2 separate regions of the Sus scrofa genome follow, and region 1 is linked to region 2. Evidence: chromatin contacts called from public HiChIP or PLAC-seq data. All regions are on one chromosome and are shown on one strand. Each heading gives the region's core, a stretch centred on a gene start, on an enhancer-like site or on the middle of the called end of the contact. The rest is flanking DNA. Distances are from core to core; before and after follow the strand shown.

Region 1 (5,244 bases), core at 196-2,695, 650 kb after region 2:
AAATTGACATGGAAATGTATCTTAGATTTCCCCTCAGTCATGACTTAATTGTATGAAAATCACAGGTAAATGTTAAGACGGTAGCCAAATCAAAGTAACCCTGAATTGAAACTTGGTAGCTACGTTGACATGAGTAGAAGTTAAGGTATGTTTCTAGGAATTTCTTTTTTTCTGTCTTCTCCTCTACATTTTGGTACTCAGCTTGGGTTTTCATCATTAATTACCCAATAATTCACTCAAGTATTTACTGAGCTCCTACTATGTGCCAGGCACACATTTTTAGTGCTGAGGCTCTAAAACCTCATCAATTATGAAAAGATGCCATTTTAGATGTCAAATACTATCACTTTTATATTGGTTGTCTTATTCACCTTTACAGAGGAGAATTCAGAAGTTGCAACCTCTAAAAATTCATAGTTCTTCCATGCCCAAACACAGAGAAGAGCCATTTTCCTGAAACTCCACCCACAGTCATTCTTTTACTGGTTGGAAAGTATAAGTAGTTCACTTACATAATCCTTGTGATGTACCACCAATGGCATAATATATCTGAGCAATTTTTTTTTTCAGGGACTAACACTTGAGAACGACATTCCTAAATATTGCATGATAAGACGGAATCAAGAAGTCTGAGGAAAATCATGTAGTAAACTCTGGGTCCAAAACATTTTTTTAGGTAAACTCATTAGGCTGTTCAAGAAGAAAACATCACAAAATCTAAAAACTTTCCCCCACCCCCTCCCAATCCTCTCTGAAGTGTGCTCTCCCTCTTCCCACCAACTCCAAGCCCTACCCTCGCCACCATCTTCTTAGAGGAAATTCATCGCCCTGCCGAATAGGATGCTCTTCTCTATAACTCGTGGTAGATAAATGATTAAAGTTTACTCAAGTGTCGCCTGTTACCATATTAATAAAGTACCTCTCACTCCTCACCTCTTCCTTTGGGGCCGCTCTGGTACAGCCCCTCGGGAGCATGCAGGAAGGCTGAATTCCCAGGAGGCCACCTAGGAGCTGGGGCGCGCACCTGACTAGGCCACAGCCAACAGCTGCACCTGCTGGGACGTAAGGCAACCTGGAAGAGAGTCCTCTCTCCGCAAATCAGAGTCCCAGGGCGCCTGGGAACTTTAGCAGCCTTTTTGCAGCGGCTTGGGCCCCTCCCTACCCTCTCAGGTCAGGCGGCAGCTGCGACTGCTATTTCTCTTGAGTAACGTAGCCTGCTAGCTACGGAGCCAGATCCGTTGCGGCAGCGGGAGACAGAGTCCTAACACTGACCTAGCTGGCACCAACCGTCCGCGGAGCCGTCCCCTCCCTCGCAGCCTCCTCAGGGACACAAACGCTCACCTGAGACCCTGGCAGTACCTCCCCATGGTCGCCTCAGAGGTGGGGGGGGCGGGGTGACAAAAAAAAAAAAAAAAAAAAAAAAGATGCTTCATTGATTCCCCTCCCACCAACTTCGCCCGCCCGCGGCCCTAAACCATTGGCTGGCGCGGGTGGCGCTCGTTAAATGAAGCTCATCCATTGGCCTGAGGCGTAGTGCCATTCTGGCTGAGGGCCCGCCCTAGGTCCAGCCTCACAATGGAAATCGAGTCCCAAACCGTTCCGGGTTACTGCCCTGAAATTCCGCCCCCTTGTTACTAGTGGCCTCCGGTTCTACGCTCAGTCTTTGGCGTGCGACTCTGTCAATCAAGAGGGCTCTAGGAAAGGATTGGCCACTAGCAATCAGACGGCTGCACCATTCAGCCTGATTGGGATACAGACCGCTCCATCTCCAAACTCTACTCCTATCCCTGGACACTTACCAGTTAAAAGGGCAAAGAGGAAGTAGCACCCTTGCTTTGCTCCAGCTGTTCCTAGCCCAGCATTCCTTTCTGCTCAGCCAACTGTGACCAAGTTTGGCCTCAACCGTTCCTCTGAGACTGCCCCTGCCAAAGGTCACTGGTGATTACCCTATGGATAAATCTAAGCGACACTTTCTCGGTTTTTATCTTACCTCCTCAAAAATATTTGACTTGTTGACCTTTCTTCATTGGTTTCCTTAATGCTTCCCCTGGTTTTCCTCCCTCCCAGTCTCTACCCTCTTTGCAGTTGCCTCTCTCGCTGCCATCTGGTGTAACTAATGGGTCTGTCTTCCCATTGTCTTCCTATTGCCTTTGTTAAGGCCTGTTTTGAAATCCAGAATTACATCGGTAACATCCTTACTGGCCTGTCTGCCAGTACCATTGTAGTCCATTCTTCACAACTTAGGCAAGAAAGGCTGCCTGAAGTTCTTTAGTGGAACCACATTCATTTTATGATAAAATACAAATGCTTTACAAGAATTTCTTCCGTTTTTTCCTCAGGCTTCATCTTTCTAAAGCATTCCTCCCTACACTTTTCCTAATTCCTTACCCTAATTATTTTATTTCTTTCAGTTCCTAGACTTGGCTTTGGGACTTCGTTTGCTTTGCATAGTTTCCACCTGGAATGATTTCTACCTGCCTCTTACCTGTTATGGCCCAGGATCAAGTTACTTTCTGAAGGAAAGTTTCTTTTCTCTCCATTCACCCTGTCTCCACTTCCAAGTTCTCCCTCTAATGTAGCTTTGCCAGGTAAAAGACAGGATACTCAACTAAAAAAAATTTTTTTTTGGGGGGGTCTTTTTGCTATTTCTTGAGGCCGCTCCCGCGCCTTATGGAGGTTCCCAGGCCAGGGGTCGAATCGGAGCTGCAGCAACGCGGGATCCGAGCCATGTCTGCGACCCACACCACAGCTCACAGCAATGCCGGATCGTTAACCCGCTGAGCAAGGGCAGGGACCAAACCTGCAACCTCATGATTCCTAGTCGGATTCGTTAACCACTGCGCCACGACGGGAACTTCTCAACTAAATTTGAAGTTCAGATAAATAACATAATTTTCACTATAGCTATGTCCCATGCAATATTTGACACCCTGTATTTTTATTTGCTGGCCACTTACTCCAGGATGCTCCATGGTAGTCAGTACCTTTCCTCTAATACATCTTACCACATATTCCATGCAGGCAGGCTTTCTTGTTCACTGTTGAAATTTCCTTGCCTACCACAGTGCCAAAAATACAATACACACTTGAAAGAGATTTGGCAAATATATAATGGATATTCTGGGTCTATCATGAATACTTGCTTGATATTCCTCAAGGAACTTTTGTCCACAAAATAGAAGTACTTATGAAATATGCTCTTTAAAATGTAAAACTAATCTTTCATATATTTACTTAAACTTTGTGAAAGAAGCGTGTCTATAATTTTGCCTAAATAGGACAAAAAAAGTTTCTTTAGATAAATATGAGAACTTTTATTTTGGATTTTGTTTATAGTGGATGTTTTTTGGGTGAGTACAGTGAAAGGTTAAGAGAACTATTCATCTTTATTATGACCAGACATTCTCTCTGATTCCCCTGAGTCTGTCTATTCCTTGAACGTATTTATTTATTTCAGTAACAGGGTAAAGGCCTAATAAGTCGCTAAGTATTAAAGAACCATCTGCTTCCATATCATCAACTCTTTAAGCTTTCTCCAATTAACCTATCTCCTCGCCGACTGCAAGGTCTTTTCCAGATACTGTCACTATTTTTTCTCATTTATATCTTGTCTGGGCGGACATGGACCAAGAAGGGAGAGATTAAAGGTAATCCAGAATGCCTAATATCAGTACTCCATTGCCGACCTGGTAGTCTGCTGACTGATTTGATTTTGTTAGTATTTATTTCAGGCTGGTGATTTGACTTAATGTTTATTCTACAATTAAGGTTTTCAACTGAGGTAGCCACAAGTCAGATGATCCCTTGAAATGTGGCTACCAAACTGAATAACTGAATTTTAATTTATTTAATTTTAATTAATCCTAATTTAAAAACTGACGCTTAATTCAGTTACTGCATAATATCTAAGTATGTTTGGAAAACATGAGTTATGTGATCTACTTTTTCAATGTAAATTTTTTGAAATTGAAATAGAGATTGAATATTTCTGATAAAAAATTAGCATCTGAATTGAGATGTAAAATATATTCAGGATTTCTAAGATTTATCATAGAAATGTAAAATGTCTCATTGGTAATTTTTATACTGAGTATAAGTTGAAATTATATTTTGCATAATTGAGTTAAGGAAAATATGTTCTTAAAATTAATTTTACTTTGAATTTTTAACTTTTTAAAATGAGAATAATAGGAAATTTAATCTTATACATGTAATTTTTGTTGTGTTTCTATTAGACAATACCATTCTAGACTGTGCCTGGCCACAACTTATTAAGTGTCAGAATTAAGAGTTCCCGTTGTGTGGCAGCAGAAACAAATCCAACTAGGAACCATGAGGTTGCAGTTTCGATCCCTGGCCTCACTCAGTGGGTTAACGATCCGGCGTTGCCCTGAGCTGTGGTGTAGATCACAGATGAGGCTCGGATCCTCCATTGCTGTGGCTCTGATTTGACCCTTAGCCTGGGAATGTCCATATGCTGGCAAGTGCAGCCCTAAAAAGCCAAAAATAAAAATAAAAGTCTCAGAATTAGAATATGATAGTTAATTAAAATCTTTCTGGAGTTCTCACTGTGGTGCAGTAGAAATGAATCCTACTAGTATCCATGAGGATGCAGGTTCCATCCCTGACCTCACTCAGTGGGCTTGGGGATCCAGTGTTGCCGTGAGCTCCTTAGATCCTACGTTGCTGTGGCTGTGGCATAGGTGGGCTGTAGCTCCAATTCAACCCCTAGCTTGGGAACTTCGATATGCTGCGGGTGTGGCCCTAAAAAGAAAAAAAAAAAAAAAAAAAAGCTTTCAATGCTTATTATTTAACCAAAGGGAAAGAAAAAAATCACTTTTCCTATCTTTCCCTCAAACACAGTTAAGAAAAAATAACCAGTGAATGTGTTATAACCTATATTATGTAGCAACAAATGCGCTAACTATCATGCTGTTTTCAGTCTCCATTTTTGCCTTTGCACATGCTATCTCTTCTTCCTTTGCACACGTACTGCTTCCTCCTTGTCTTATCCTTATGACACACTCTTAGTCTCCTTCAAAACTAACTCTTCCCTGACAAGGTTTAGAACAGATCAACTTTTCCTTTTTCATGTGAGTTTTACACTTACACATATTCTATTTAGATATGATTCAGTATTGCTATTACCTTTTACCTTTTTATCTTCAGCACTTAGCACATTACCTGGGACTTATTCTGGAAAAAAATGTATTTGATAAATTGACCTGAATATTGACAAAAGAA
Region 2 (5,951 bases), core at 1,923-4,422:
AACAAGAACTTTGGCCCAGAAGCACCAGCCTCATTGTTCATGTTATCTTGCAGTATTCTTTCAATAAATGTTTATTGGGCAACCATTGTGAGAAAGAAACACAGACATTACAAAGTGTGAATAAAAAATTATCTAAGTACATTTAATAACAGCTACTATCTCTTATGCATTTATGATTAAAAAATATATATAAAGCAATGTAAATATTATTATTATTATTACAAGTCTTTGTACTAAATACTTTACAAATATTAATCTGCTGGGCCCTTGTAATAATTCTTTGAGAAATTTAATATTTTCCCTATTTTACAAATCATTTAAATAAAATGCCTAGATCATACAAAGTAGGATTTAAATTCTGTCTTATTCTATACAGTAATCATAGCACAGCTTCAGTAATAATAGTTGATATTCATTGAGTCCAATGGTCTCATTTCCTTCATATGTATCTTCTCACTTAAAGTTCATAAAAACTCTATGTAACAGATATATTAATATTTCTAGTACATAGCAAAGGAAACAGACACAGAGAAGTTAGTTAAGTATTTGACCCAAGTTGTGTGAAGAATATAGTTTTTAGTAAGAGGGCAGGAAATTATCCAAATTCAGGGGTTCAGAATCCAGAGTCCTCATTCTTAAATCACCGATTTACTTGACATGATACGTAATGAGAAGTTACATAAGAGAATAGTGATTTAGGGACTCTGAAAGCTGGGGTAAATTTCTGCAGGTGAGGTCACAAAAGGCTCACATGAGGCATGGGACATTCCAGAATGAGGGATCAAACCCGTGCCACAGCAGCAACACCACCAGATCCTTTCCTCTCCAGACTGCCAGGGAACTCCCCATCCTTCCTTTCTTAATCACTCTATGACTCTAATAAATCTACCCTTGTCCCTTTCTAGTTTATTCTTCATAATGAAGCAAAAATCAGTATTCTAAAACTCTAGATTTAACCATGAAATGTCTCGGCTTAATCTAATCTAGGCCTTCTCATTCAGCCTCATCCTCTGCTGCTACACCTGCCTTGATCATTACATTTAAACACTTTGCCTTCTTTAAGGCTCTAGAAACCCTTTACTTTGGAATCCCTATGTATAGTTTCCCACACAACAGCAGTTTCTGTTCCCCAACTGCTCATTGTTTTTCTTCAGGTCTCAGATGACATGACACTTCCTTTAGAAAATTCTCCCAGATGCTTAAGACCAGACAGAGTGCCAGAGGTATTTATTCCCAGAGAAACACTTAGAGTTGTTAATTAGGTAACAATGGCAACCAGACCTGTTAGTTTAGGTTTATTGAATCCCTTTACTTGTTTTTGTCTATTGCTTCTTTCAGTTTCTCATATCTATATCTCTTATCTAATGACATCCTGGTTCCAATTCAATAATCTGGGTAAAGACATGGGCAGTAGTATTTAATATACTACTCTAAAACCAAATGCTGTATTAGTATCATGAAGAGGATAAGAAAACAGTCATTAGCAAGGAGTATGAGTGGGATGAATAAAGTAATTTTTTAAATGAACTTGAAATCTTGCTTTAGAGGGATTAATGGAAAAGTGAATAAATATATTTTGAAAGTAGGAAAACCTAACAAGTTTGGTCATTTTTTAAAAAGGCAATAGGGAGCCATTTTATGTTTTGGAGTAAGAAAATCACATTAGTAGACACCTAGAATGTAAAAACTGAAAGATAACTAACAGATCATCTTTCCTAACAAGGCTAATCTGCATACAAATCTAGGCTAGCTATGTAAGAATTGTCTATAGATCTTAAAAGATTATAAAATCCTGGAGTTCCCATCGTGGCGCAACAGAAATGAATCTGACTGGGAACCATGAGGTTGCGGGTTCAATCCCTGGCTTCATTAGTGGGTTAAGGATCCAGTGTTGCTGTGGCTGTGGCATAGGCTGGCAGCTGTAGCTCCAATTGGACCCTTAGCTGGGGACCTCCATATGCTGGAGGTGCAGCCCTAAAAAAAAGATAATAAAATCTTAAGTCTATTTATGTTTGAATAATTCAGGGTTAAGAAAAGGGAAATCTATTTTTTTAATGACTACAGAATATTAAGATTTGTTGTAAGATTTAGAAAGCACTGATCTAGTTGAACTTTTCCTTTTCAAATGAGGAAAATGAAACCAAAAAAGGAATATAATGTGCTTGAATACCAGCTGCAGAAATAGCTAAGGACTCCATCGCTTATGCTTTTCAGCTTCTGCATATGAGATATGTGACCAGAAAGCAATGGGAAGGGTGGGTTGGAGATTAAGTCCTGGAGAGAGGGAGGCCAGTTAAAAAAGTGTGATAGCAATCCAAGAAATATTGCTATGGAGCTGTTAGCAGCAGGGCTAGAAATGGGGAGACAGTGGAGTCACTTTATAAAGACCAAGAGAATAATTCAATACAGGAGATGGCAATGGGGGTGGGAATTCAGAAGCCGGCTTATGGGAACCACGTTTGTGGAATCAAAAGGGAGTCAAGAAGATTTCAGAGTGTATTTAGCAGTTTCAGAGTTATTCAACATATAAATAACTTACTCCGTCTTTTAACTCTGTTTAACCCCACGCCTTACCTGGATTATCAGAAGCTATAGAGAAGGAATTAACTTCTTCCTGGCTCTGAGATATATGGAGACCATACTCTCCTTCATCTCTAAGCCAGTATCCCCCAGTTCAAGTTACACAGAGCTAATGAGGAGAACAATTTAGCTTGCATAGGATTGGCTCACTTTCATTTTGTTATTTCAGCCTGTCATAGAGCAATAAATAAAGTGTTTTCTAAGACCCAAGTTCCTGACCCCTCGCTAGAAAAGGACCCCTACTCACCAGCCATAGGTAACAGCCTCAGTCCCTTCCTGCTGCCTTGAGGAGAGCACAGGCTTGAAAATGAAACTACTAATTTCCTTAGTTCGGGAGGCGGGGACTTCTAATCATAGATTGGGAAACTGCTGCTCAGAACTTCTGGGTTCCCTGCCGGGAAGTCCCCTGTAGTCAGCAAGTGGATTTCTTCCTCTAGGAAGAAAAAAATTGACCAAAAAAAAAACATAGCCTAACCTACTTTGGATCGGTGGAGTGTTTTCTCCCTTTTCTTTTTCTTTCCTCATTGCCTCACACTTCCCTCTCTCTCTCTGTTCTTCTCCTTCTGATCTCTCAGTATTCCTCTGCTCATCTAAAAGTGATTTCATGAAGGAGTTAAAACTAACACGTCCTCTTTACTTCCGGATAAGGATTACCCAAATAACTTCCGTTTTGTTTTAACTGTGCTGATCGCGGTGGTAGCATCCCCTCCCCATCTCCCTATCCTCTTAAACTTCTATTGGAAATAAGGTTTAAACCCTGTCTCCACTCCTTTCATGCTTTTCTTTAACTGCCTAAGCTTCCCTTACGTTTAATTTTCACGGAGAGTGACTATTACCTTCCTTTGGTTGTATTCTGGACTGACCATAGTAGCAGTCTCAGGCTGTAGTAAAATGCTTTTGTGATACTACAAAAAGAGATATCCAGAAGAACAGTTAGTGAAAGGAAAAAAAAAAAAAATAAGACTGTTGACATGCTCAACTTTGAAGGTCTTCAAAGGGTCAGAAATTCACCTTCAATTTTACCGAGTTAGGATTAGAAAGGACTCGTATTTAGAAGTGAAAGAGTAGTTCTTTCAGCCCTCTCCAAGCTTAACTTTGTTAAGTGAACATTCACCCCAAACTCATTATCAGTGCACCACACAGGGACATCATTTTGCATACAACTCACCGTAGGATTTATTCATATGCTGTGTTGACTTAAAAAAAAAAAAAGTACAACCTGAAAGTTGACAGTTAAGTTTTATTTGGGGCAAAATTAGGACTTCAGCCCAGGAGACAGCATCTCAGGTACCCCTGAGAAACTGCTCCGGAAGCGAGAGAGGAGCTGAGGAGCAAGGATATATAGGAATTTTTGCAACAAAGAGCAGGGAGCTAGAACATAAGAGGCCTGGGCTCACCAAAATCACTCCTTTGATTTGCACCTCTGCTATCAGGGCCAGTTTTCACAGCCTGGGGGACTCACCAACTCTCACCTTGGAGGTGACTGCATTCACAGATGACTGAGACATTCTTTGTTTTATCCTAACTATAGCCAGGGTGGCTCTGAATACCACCCACAGAGGAAAGGAGGGTTAACAGGATATGATTAAAGTGAGGGGAGGTGCATGCAGCCATGCATACATTTTACAAAAGTTTGTTGCTGGTCTCCTGAAGGTTACTACTAGTCACGAGGAGCAGACATCAATCACCATGAAAGATCTTAGTGTTTTTCTAGATATGAGGAGATGCAAGAATTGTGCACATATAATCTTCTAAAAATATGTGACTATCTTAAGACCTATTCTTCCAGTTTTCCCAAACCACAGAATGCTTCGCTCCTAATTTTTACCCTGAGCTCTGCTCAGGGGGTACTGCGGGACGGCAGCTGCAGTAGCTTATGATTTAATCCATGTAGAGGCTGATGGCAAGTTCCAAACTTCAGTTCACAGCTGTCCTATACTGTCTGGTGAGTGTTAAAAGTTTGTTGACTCTTTTCTTCTCAATCAGACTCAACTACTGGGTACCTGGAATTGAATCAAAATTGCTTTGTATTCCGGGAATGCCTTAAGGAAGGGATAGAATTATGTAAATTGCCATCATGGCTTTGTCAGTGATAAACTCAGATTTGTACAAGTTATTTATCACATTACTGTCTCTGAATCTCTCTTATTGAGCTTCAAATACTTTGAAGTCAGGTACCTCCTGTATTTTGCATCTGTGTCCCTAAAGCAGAAAGTCGAGCAAATGGTTTCTGGAAACAAAGAATGGTGCTATTAGCCAGTTCAATTCTTATAAATACTCCAAATCCATTACTTGCTCCAAGTTCCACCCCCTTCCTTCTCAGAATGGTGGGAAAAAAAAAGACAGCTTTCCATTTTTATTTCAGATTTATTGGAATGTTTAAACAAATGTCTGTTTTCTGCTAACGTGATTCCAAAACAGGTACAGAGTGACAGAACTCCTGGCTTCCTATAGGAAAAGGAAATAAAACAAACATAAAAAAAGAGTTCCTCTAAAAGAAATGCAAGTTATAAAATCACTCTATCAAGAGGTTACACACACTCATGAGAGGGAAGAGCTCATATTATTTCTAAATTTGCCCTGCTGAGGTAAAGGAAGGAACATCTAAAACTGAGCTTTCATCATCTTATGGCCACCTCTCGATCTTTATCAGCTAACCTTGTGAATGGCTCCCTAAGTCGGCAGAACTTTGAGAGAAATGTGGTGTGGTCTGCACTGAACAGCATCAAGGCATCCTTTCATTATCTCCCATTGATTATACTAGACCTTGAGACCTTGACAAGGATGTAGTTCTGCAGTTTTATCCCAGCTTCGCCCCACCCTCACTACACACATCTGTCCATGGACACTGATACAACTTACTTATTTTAATATCCTGGAAAGAGGTAGAAAGATCTAGTCAAAGTCACTCTTTCGGCAGTGGGCATCTGCGCCCTACCATCTGCCAGCTCAAATGAAAATCGAACCTGAAAGGAAAAAAAGGTCTGTAGTTTTTCTTTGGCTTTTTTTTTTTTTTCCTGAGTGAAAGGATTTTCACCTATGGTGGAAAAATTGCAAAAAGTAGAGCAGAAATAAATGATAAAATAAATGAAAAACCTGTAAAAATCACAACAATATGCATATATAAGCATAGAATGATCATATGTTTAAAATCTACTTCCAAATCTAATAGTAATGGGCACAGGCAAGTTAAAATCCACTCGTCTATTCAGGACAATAGAGGAGTTAAAATAAATGATTGTTTCCTAGGGCTTGTTTTCTAGCTCATAACAGCTTGGAACTGGCTTCCAGGCTGGCGAACTTACCTAAGAACCTCAAGACTCATTGAAAAGATAGGCATTTTTAGAAGATAAACATGTCCAGAGCTGCTC

The links. HiChIP or PLAC-seq counts read pairs in DNA pulled down with a chosen protein or histone mark.
Region 1: an H3K27ac HiChIP or PLAC-seq map of alveolar macrophages shows a contact between it and region 2. The contact joins the promoter of MSANTD4 here to the promoter of LOC100522887 in region 2. A contact is called at or near these places in 1 of 5 promoter capture datasets (liver) and 1 of 2 datasets of contacts at active chromatin or transcription factors (alveolar macrophages).

What each region holds. Positions count from the first base shown.
Region 1 is chr9:35,838,134-35,843,377 of Sscrofa11.1, forward strand. It overlaps MSANTD4 (myb/SANT-like DNA-binding domain-containing protein 4), which reads right to left and starts at 1,446. Exons shown (of 3, transcript XM_005667291.3): 1 at 1,342-1,446. LOC102162684 (a long non-coding RNA gene) reads left to right here and starts at 1,683. Exons shown (of 5, transcript XR_002335618.1): 1 at 1,683-1,931.
Region 2 is chr9:35,182,619-35,188,569 of Sscrofa11.1, forward strand. LOC100522887 (caspase-13) reads right to left here and starts at 3,173. Exons shown (of 10, transcript XM_003129812.6): 1 at 2,828-3,173. The coding sequence starts at 2,834. CASP1 (caspase 1, apoptosis-related cysteine peptidase) reads right to left here. Exons shown (of 8, transcript NM_214162.1): 8 at 5,448-5,546. The coding sequence ends at 5,448.